2 separate regions of the Mus musculus genome follow, and region 1 is linked to region 2. The links are chromatin contacts, called in public HiChIP or PLAC-seq maps. All regions are on one chromosome and are shown on one strand. The core of a region is the stretch at or near the end of the contact, and the rest is flanking DNA. Distances in the headings are between cores, read along the strand shown.

Region 1 (4,754 bases), core at 2,123-4,622, 1.8 Mb after region 2:
TTTTTCATAATAACTAAGATAAGGAACTGAACTAAAAGTCTGCTTACAGATCAAAGACTAATTAAAGAAGGGTGGGAATGGGCATATACATATTCCAGATGTATATATATATACACACACACACACACACACAGGCGGACAGACAGAGGCACATAGAGAGAGAGATCCAGCGTTCAGAAGGAAAGCCTGCCAGCTACAGCAACCTGAAGGACAGTGTGCTAAGTGAAGTAAGCCAGACACAGAAAACCAAATACTGCATGACATCAACAAAACGCAAAGCATCAGGGTATAGTGATCATTACCACAAGTCTAATGAGATGTCTGCCTAAGTATACAAACTTCCAGTAACCAAGTTCTGGAGACAATGTGTAGTAAAATATTTGGAACAATTACAAAAGATGTAGCTACATGAGCTCACAGGTATATTAATTAGTTCAATTACAATAATCATTGTATAATAGCAAATCAAAACATCATGGTTTTGACCTTCACTCATGATAAAACCGATGCTTTTAATCACTTCATCCTACCCTAGTGTTGAATATTTTATAAATAGCACAATATAAATACATCTGTAATCATACAAGACTAATGAAGAGTCACAAAATAGTTACTGCTTTCCTTCCAAAACACTTCAGTGTAGACAGAGAAAACAGGATCTTTAATTCCTGTCTAGAGATGAACAAGCCAACTAAATCTTTTCCATGAGTCTCAGGATCTCAAAATGTCTTCCTCTATTTCTTCAATGGATACTCAGTGAACCTTTAACATTTAAGGTGACAGGATGAAAAGGACAGCCCCCTCTGTCTGCTGTGACTGCATTAATACAAGGTGTTCCAGTCCCAATAGCAGCACATGGCTCACTTCGAAGCAGTGGATGTTGTAAAGCAATGTCTGGTTATCAAATTTCTTTTAATGACTTATCATTGAAAGCATGGTAATCAGCCCAAAGTGTCAACCACCCCACAGGTTGTCACACTGTAGACTCACAGAAGATTCAAGTCCCTAAGTATTCACTGTGACTACCTACGCTGGCCCAGCAGAGGTGTAAGAAATTCCTTAGAGTACATTGGTCTCTACTCAACACTGAGAAAATATGGAAAGAATGAATTAGAATAAGGAAACAATCTGTATTTACTGTTAACAATTGCCCTATATTTTCTCTCCTTAAATTAGAAAATGGTTCTTTCTCACCTCTTTTCCCATCCTGCAATGCAACTGTAGACACTGTATTTTTGGGTCTAATAGAAGTTTAGATACCAGCTTCACAAATACCAACATTATAAGATTCAATGATTATTTTCTTCAGGAAAAAAAAAAAAACAAACAGTGGCACCCTCACTACTAGGTACACATTAGTAATACAACCCTGTACCCCTCAGCCCCATTGCACCCCACAGCTAGAGTCCAGATACTCTAGCCCTTTCCCAAAACACAGTGTGTGCATGGGACGTAGCACAATCTCACACACACTTCACTCTCTGCCTTACTTATAATACCTAAAACAACGCGTGTATCATGTATGCTTACTTTCCATATAGATACAATGTGGGTATTTCCAATTCACCATTAACTCCATGAATACAGAATCCAAAGACACAGAGGGTGACTATATTGTTACAGTCACTCCACTTTTTTTTTCTATTTTTAATAGCAAATCTCTGAAAAAGCCCAAGATCTGACAGGCATAAGAGATAGGCTTTCCTTGCTTTCTGATTTCTCGGTGGTTGATGCATGCACACTCTCCATCCATGAGCAAACTGCACTGACTTTCAAGCCCTGCAAATCTGATACCTGCAAAATTCTGTTCTGCTCACACGATGCTTCCTGTTCAAAAGTCACCAGGTGGGTAGGGAGACGAATGTCCATATTTAAGGTATTCCTAGCCAATTCAAAGGTAACACAACAGGCTCTGTCTAATGGAACGCTCTTAAAGTGCCTCTCCACATATATCATATATCATTTCAAAAATGAATATAGGCATCAGGAAAACAGCAAACACTGAACTTCTAAAGCTCAGGATAGGCCCCAGGGAACTGGGGTAATTCCTCTTAAATACGTTGTCAGTGGTTAAGAAAAAATATACAATGATGTCACCCTAAGAGCGAGACTGTCATAGAGAAGCTGAGGAGCACTACCCCATCTAGTTTGCAACCAATTCAATTCAGCCGGTTTCAACAGACTGGTCCAAATCACTGCCTCAAGTATTTCCACACAAAAGCCAGAAAGACATTTTCCCTTTTCTGACTTCATGTCAGAAAGCATGTGTTCACTGCTTTCTACCGTGGCAGGATGGAGAGGTGGAGGGTGTTTTAACAAATTACTGGCATTATTTTCAACTTCAGTTTTTACAGAATAAGCCATAGGAAAATAAATGTTTGCCTTCACATAGCCCCACGTGACAAGGACAGCCGAGCACAATCTGCCCCTATCCTACTGCCTTACAACTTAAGATCTTATGGATTAACGTCGACTAAATTCTCTACAGACACAGATGACAGATCCAACCTTCAGCCCTCGGGTTTTCTTCTACAAAAAAAGCACTGCATTCGGTGGAGGGGGGGTGTCATTTTGTGGCCTAGCGCCTGCCTGGAGACTGCACGAGGCCCTGGGTTGCGTTCCCAGTTTTGCCAAATTCAGATTTATATTTCAGTAATTTAATTATATCGTAAGTGAATTATAGTAAAATGAAGGCCACTACACACTGAGTTTGTGTTTTTAAAAAAATGAATAAATAAACCAGCCTGCACGGCCCACAACCATCACCGGGTGGGTGGAGGAGACCAAGTCCTCCTTTTTCGAAAGCCAATCAAGAGGAACACAATGGGTTCGGTGAGCTCTAACACTTTGGAAGCCACCACCGCACACGCGGCCCTCACCGGGGCTCGGAACCGGGCCGGGAGGGGAAAGGACCGATGATGTCATCCCTGGGTCCTCCCCGAGGATGAGGCTAGCCTCGGGCCTTTTAAAGGGGACCGTTTTTCCGCGCGCCCGAGGCCGGGGCCGCCAGCACCGCACCTGCTCCCGCCCCGGGGCCGCCCGCGCCTCCCGCCCTGCCCGGCCGCCCTCCCGCCCGGCCGCCCGGGGGAGACAATACATTTTAACGCCGTTGGCGCTGCTGCGCGGCGGTTTCTCGGGCTCGCCGGGGTGCGTGTCTCGCCGCGGCTCAGCCGGTTGCTGCTGCGAGCCGTCGTCACCCGCGGCCGCCTCGGACTTGTCGGCATCGGCCATCCCGCCGCGGGCTCCGCCTCGGCCGCGATGAGGGCTCCGAGCGCTACAATGGCGGCGGCCGGAGAAGCGGTAACGGATCGCGATTTGAAAAGGCCCCGAGCGCTCGGCGGCCGGGATCTCGCGAGAGCGGACGAGGCCCCGCGACTTGGGGAGTGAGTGGGGGCGGGGCTCCGGCGCGGCCACCTGCGGAGGGAGCGCGGGCTGCCTGGGGGGGCAGAGATGGGGGTCCTCGGGGACGGGGCCTTTGGATGAGAGGACTATGGCAGCTCCATCTCTGCGGGTGGATGCTCTACGAACCCGCCAGCGAGCACCGGTAGCTGAGGACAAGTTGACCACTTTCTTTGAGGGCTGAAGATTTTTGTAGACCTTAGCAATCAGCTAAGAGGTCGAAGTTTTTACATTCTCGGGGCAGCTATCGATTTGGACAGTCCATCATTTTCTTAAGAAAACCTGTACAAGGGGGCTGGAGGAGTTCAGCAGTTAGGATGACTTGCTGCTCTTGCCAAGGACCTGGGTTCGGTTCCCAGCACCCACATACAGGAGCTCCAACGACCTCTTCTGACTCCATAGGCGCTGGTATGTCTGTGGTGCACAGATATACATGCAGGCAAACCACACGCACACATGGAAAAAACAAATTGTTTTAAAAGAAGTCTTATACAAGACTAGCTACAAATGCATATTTTGGTTTGGATTATAGATTTTACCCCTAAATACTAAAGATTCATAAACCTGAGTGTCATGATTACACTTCACACTAAAATGGCCTTTTTCAGTTGAAAAAAAAAGCTAAGACCTCCTCAAATGTTTCCTTCTTTAAAAAAAAAGTGAACAGCATAAGGCAGACACAGTTTATTAGAGATGAGAGTCATCTACAAAATTCTGAGTTTGGCGTTCTACCCACATAGTGTCCTAAACACAACAGATACTTTTGTGTTTCTGTACTGTCACCCCTGGGGCCTAATGGTTGCAGTTAGCAGACAGGTGCTGGAATCTGGCAGAGAAAATTAGGCTTTCTCCTCGGCTGAGGCATTTCAGTTCTCCACTTCTCTTCAGGTAAAGACAGCAGTTCCTTCCCTGCAAGGTAGAGATTTAAAGAAAACACTTCATCTAGGGCCAAGTGCTACAGTATCGCAGTCTATCTCTTAAGGCTCCCATGGGGTTTCAATCAAGGAGAAACCAGATTAACCCACCCCACCCCACCTCAACCCTAGATTTCAAAGTATTCACTATTCCATGTATTCTTTTGTTACCATTGAATTTCTCCAAGGAACTCCATCTGACAGTCCTGGACTAGTAGATTCCTGCAAAAACCTTTTTCACATTTCAACACTTTTCAAGAGTTCATCGTGACCAAACCATAATAGAAGGTTCGGAAGGGACACTAGAGCTCTGCTGGAGGAGGACTTTGGGAAACAGCACTATTCAAGAGCTGTAATCGAGCTAAAAGCACAATTTAATTAAACACACACATGAGACTTACCCATACTCCAGAGTATGCCAATTTAAATATCCCATTAAAA
Region 2 (4,678 bases), core at 1,813-4,312:
TACACAAATTAGCTTAAAATGGATAAAATATGTACATTCACAGGTAATTTTAGGGTCTCCATTTTTTTTAATTTCAGAAATGAGCTGTTCCATGTATTCTTTACAAAGAAAACTAATCATTTCAGCCATCTAAAAGCACCCAGGTTTCTACAACTGATAAGAACACATCTGTCACAAAGACAAGGCATGCTATGCTCTCCAGTCATGAAATGAAAACATTTCAGATTGCTGGCCAGATCCTTGCGAACAGGAGGGGGGCTTTATACACAGCGTGTGGCTTTGCCTCTTCCAAGTAAACCTTTATTATAAAGATGCCCAGGGTGTGAAAGAAAAGCCCGTAGTTATTTCTGCAATTGTACAGTAGCAATTACCTACTGAATCCAAAGAGGTTTATTTCTGTACACTTTCATTTCATGATAATCAGATTTGAGCACGTGACTGATCATGCTATTTTGCATATCCTTTAGTTGTGTTACTAGGTGGGAGTTGTGGCTAACTTTGGCTTTACCTAAACCATGGTACCAAAACTGCTTCTAGAGATTTCACCCCTTCTAAAGGGACTCATGGAGTAGATGGCAGCCATTTAAAACACGCTGATAGCTCAATGGGTGCACACCTGGAGGTGAGCTTGGAGCTTGAGTTCAATAGAAAAGCTTTGTAGGTTTCATGGTGTCCTACTATGTATCAGAATTGCAGCTTTTGTTCCTTAAACAAATGCCTGAATTAGGATGAATGTCCATGGGCTCAGTTTTGCATGTTAGGCCCTAGGTCTAATCCTTGTTACTAAACACACACACACAAACACACACACACATACACAATAGTAAATGTCTCCATATGACTGTTCTTTGTACCATATTTCAGCACTGGTATTTTAAATCTGATTCAGTCTCCCTGTGGGCACATTTCTACTTATGACATGCGAAGCAGGCACATGGCTTCTTGGCTTCCATTTAGTCTGTGATATGAACACCATGTATGCGTGCTTAGTTTTTACTACTTATAGACATATCCAGAATAATGTGTCATTGAGGCCAGCATCCAAGTGTTCAGACCATTTATTAGTTCATACTGCTGAGTATATGGTTCATGGTTCAGCAAAAAGGTTTAGAATATCCATATTCACATGAGTGAAGGGGCTCCAGACTCAGAGACTTTCTTCCAAGAAGGGACGAGAGCTAGTCTAGACATAGAAGTGGATAGGGAAGAAGGAGAAAATTAAAATACCCAAAAGTCAGATATCAAAACCAAAATCAATGGTGAAGGATAAAAGCCACGACTGGTGATATATGACTGTCATCCCACTTATGAAGGAATCTGTAGGTCAAAGACTGCAGATCAAGGCCAGAGTGGATTACACAGCAAGAACCAGAAGAAGCAAAAGCCCAACAGCATTGATGACTCATTAGAAGTGCTTTGCTGTGACAGCATGAGGACCTGAGTTCAATTCCCCACAGCCATGGAAAAAGCCAAATGTGGTGACATGTGCCTGAAATCCCAGTGCTGGGAGCCAGGGTCAGGAGGACTCTGGGTCTCACTGGTCAGCCAGTCTAGACAGTTCCACAAAATATTCTCTGTCAAAACATAGAGTGAAACACAGTTGAGAAAGATGTTTGAAGTTGACATCTAGACTCTGTGCACATGAATGTTCACATGTACACATGAATGTTCATGTGCATGTGCCTCAAACAAACAAGTATATATACCACATGCACAAATTAATCTTTTAAAAGGCATAGAACAATGGAAGAACACATATAATACCAACTTCTGATCTCTGTATATGCACTTAGGGGCAGTTACATACACAGATATATCGCATAGGCATGCATGAGTGGGCACACATGTGCACATGCGTGAACACACACACACACACACACTCCAAGCAGAAAATTTAAAAATGTAGTTTTATAAACTTTATCCCTATAACTTCTTACACCTGTTTGTATCACTATAGTGTGAACAAAAGTTTAATAGTTAAAATTTGGCTTTCTCATGAAAAAAAAAAAGCTTCCATCTTCATTAGTAAGGGTCACTTCAAAGATCCTAATTCAGAGCACACAAAGATGTTAACCCAAAACTTAAGAAAGCATACCCTAAATCCGATGTAGGGCTGAATAATTCTTACCTTCCTGAGTCCTTCACACAATAGAGTTATTACTCTAGAAAGCAACTGGAGGCCATTCCAATCTGGCCCATCCTTCATGCCTTCAAAGCAGGATGCCCATGCAATAACACTGCCCTGTAATGACTGCTATCATTAACCACTCTTCATAGCAGTCCTAATGCAGAAAGTGGAGTCAACAACAGATTGTATTAAGTAGACTGAGAACACACTGAAGTGAGCAGAAAGGAGATTCTTGTCAGGCTAAATAAAGTAACATTTGGTCAAACATTTCTACAATGGCGATTATAGAGCTTGCCCTAATCAGCAGGCAGTCCTAGGAGAAATTTTTCTTTTTTTTTTTTCCTACCTCATAAGACGTTTCTCCAGTGTTGTTTCTTTATCCTGTGACTAATAAAGTATACTTATCAATCGAATTATTGAAAAGAAAATTTTACATTAGCCAACTGAAATTATAATTAAAATTGCAAAAAGCTTCTGTGTAAATAGTGCCAATATTTCCAGGGACCAATCCAGAGCGGACAGACATCATGATTTAGATTTGATGAGTAATTTTCCTTGGCCATGTGGCACCAAAAACATCATCCAGCTCAGACCTTCCTCTGATTTCCACTTAGGTCTAATGGTTGAATAATCATGGCTCATGAGTTTATCTCTGATACCAGTCCCAGCAGACAGTTTATTAGCCGACTCCGCAGGCTGCAGGGCTGTCATCTGCGGTTATAGCGATTGTCTGTTTTAAATACCACAGCTGTTGGTGTTTTTATTTATTTATTCATGATTTCATTCCTGCCTCACCCACATTTCTGATGCTCAAAGGCAGGCTATTTTCCTTTTCTCTTTGAATTGTGAAAGGCCACTGTGACAGCCTCTAGCCCAGGCTGTGGAGTGTCACACAGGGTCCCATGGTGCTGAACAAAAAGCCATGTCTTCCTGAGTCAGGCAAAGCTCTTTATGAGAGCAGAGCCTGCTGTTGGGCTCTTTCTCCAGCGATGAGTGGCAGCCATGAATAGGATCCGATCAAGGCTCTGCGCCAATGAGACCCCTCTTCACGTATTTCTTGGCCATGAGAGTAGAACCCCTATGAAAAATGCAAATGTCCAGGCCTCCACTCTGTTCCACAGCAAGGCAGCACTGTGAATAGACATAGGAAGCCCTGTCATGGGCAGTTTCAAAATTCAGCTGAGGCGAGAGTTTGCTCACAATGCATAGCATCTCCATTGAGTGGGAGGGAGATAAGATTGCATTGAGCAGATGAAATTATTTCATTTGTCTTCAGGAAGACATGGTGACTCAGGGTGGATATAGGACATAAAAATAAAATTCAAAGCTAAAGCAAACACACCTAGACCCCTGCCTTCTGATTCAGCTCCGTCATGGGCCTCATGGTCTTGTAATTTAAGCATAATCTAGAATTAAGTAGGGGCTGTTGCTGCTGCTAGAGAGCTGATTTATGAAACCTGGACATGTCCTGACTACCAAAATCCTGCTCTTCTCAGGCAAGGAAATATACCCTGCCCCCAATATTCCACCCGTAAATAAAACAGCGCCTTTCTCGAAAGAGGAGAGGGGTGATATCTTATATTTTATAACTTAAGCTTGTGGTCACGTGGTGAAAATATGAACTCACTTTGAAAGGTAACTAGTTAAGCTCAGTCATTTCCTCTGAGAGGACTTGGACCCATCACAGGAACGTAGAAGGATCAGAATGTTGGCTCAATAAATAATGGTATGTGCCATGCAAGCCTGTTCACCTGAATCCAATCCTCAGAACCCATGTAAAGACGGAAGCAGAGAACTGACTCCATAAGGTCAGCCTCTGGCCTCTGTAGGTATAAAGTCAAATACCCCACCACCAACCCATTCCCAGCAATGCAGAGTAGAAACTAGTGGTATTTCATCCATTTCTTAGTCCCTTGAGAAATGATCTACCAGTTTCTTGTACTGGAGAGGAAGCCATACTCTGGAAGCACTACCCTCCTTCACTGCTATCAACACCTTTTACCTCCTCTGTTCTTTACTGAGCACATTGATAAAACAGCAGTGAGAGTCAACATGCTGGTTAGTAGTGGGTGCTGAGACTGGAGGATTGTAGTTTTACTAACATTTCATTAATATTGCTCTCAAAATAACGGGAGAACTATATAGCATTGTAAGCAGAGACAAATCTGCATGCCTGCTCTAGACACCGACCCTGAAATTAAGTTGAAATCAGATAACAATGTATTTTATGAACCAGTTCAACATTAGCATCCCTCTTTTTCTCATACGTATTTGCTAATGCTTTGCAGACTCTGTCTCCTTCCAAAACTCTAGGAGATTATAGGCTGTGTGCTGATGTGGTAACCTATGGACAAAGCAGTTTCATTGTTGCCATCATAGAGATGTGATGTGCACACTGATGCACATACACAGGGATGTAATGCACAAACTGATGCACATACACACACTTACATGGACATACATATGCAAAGATACACACAAACACATACCATTCACCCAGATGCATGTATACATTCACAGAAAAAATGCATAAACAAACATAAAAAGACA

Evidence for each region. HiChIP or PLAC-seq counts read pairs in DNA pulled down with a chosen protein or histone mark.
Region 1: an H3K27ac HiChIP or PLAC-seq map of oligodendrocyte precursor cells shows a contact between it and region 2, with 20 times the contacts expected there. The contact joins the promoter of Myef2 here to the enhancer-like site in region 2. A contact is called at or near these places in 8 of 39 promoter capture datasets (the 3T3-L1 cell line, the C10 cell line, cranial neural crest and 4 more) and 2 of 115 datasets of contacts at active chromatin or transcription factors (astrocytes and oligodendrocyte precursor cells).

The regions. Positions count from the first base shown.
Region 1 is chr2:125,120,288-125,125,041 of GRCm38.p6, forward strand. It overlaps Myef2 (myelin basic protein expression factor 2, repressor), which reads right to left and starts at 3,373. Exons shown (of 16, transcript NM_010852.2): 1 at 3,098-3,373. The coding sequence starts at 3,231. Gm46759 (a long non-coding RNA gene) reads left to right here and starts at 3,357. Exons shown (of 2, transcript XR_001783448.2): 1 at 3,357-3,807; 2 at 4,502-4,754.
Region 2 is chr2:123,347,014-123,351,691 of GRCm38.p6, forward strand. No RefSeq gene overlaps it. Among named protein-coding and RNA genes, the nearest start is that of Gm34430, 420 kb to the left of the region's middle. Within about 2 kb of position 3,063, at least 34 of the 459 cell types and tissues checked have an H3K27ac peak or open chromatin away from gene starts, as enhancers often do. A contact at or near this core is called in astrocytes and oligodendrocyte precursor cells, where this site is marked.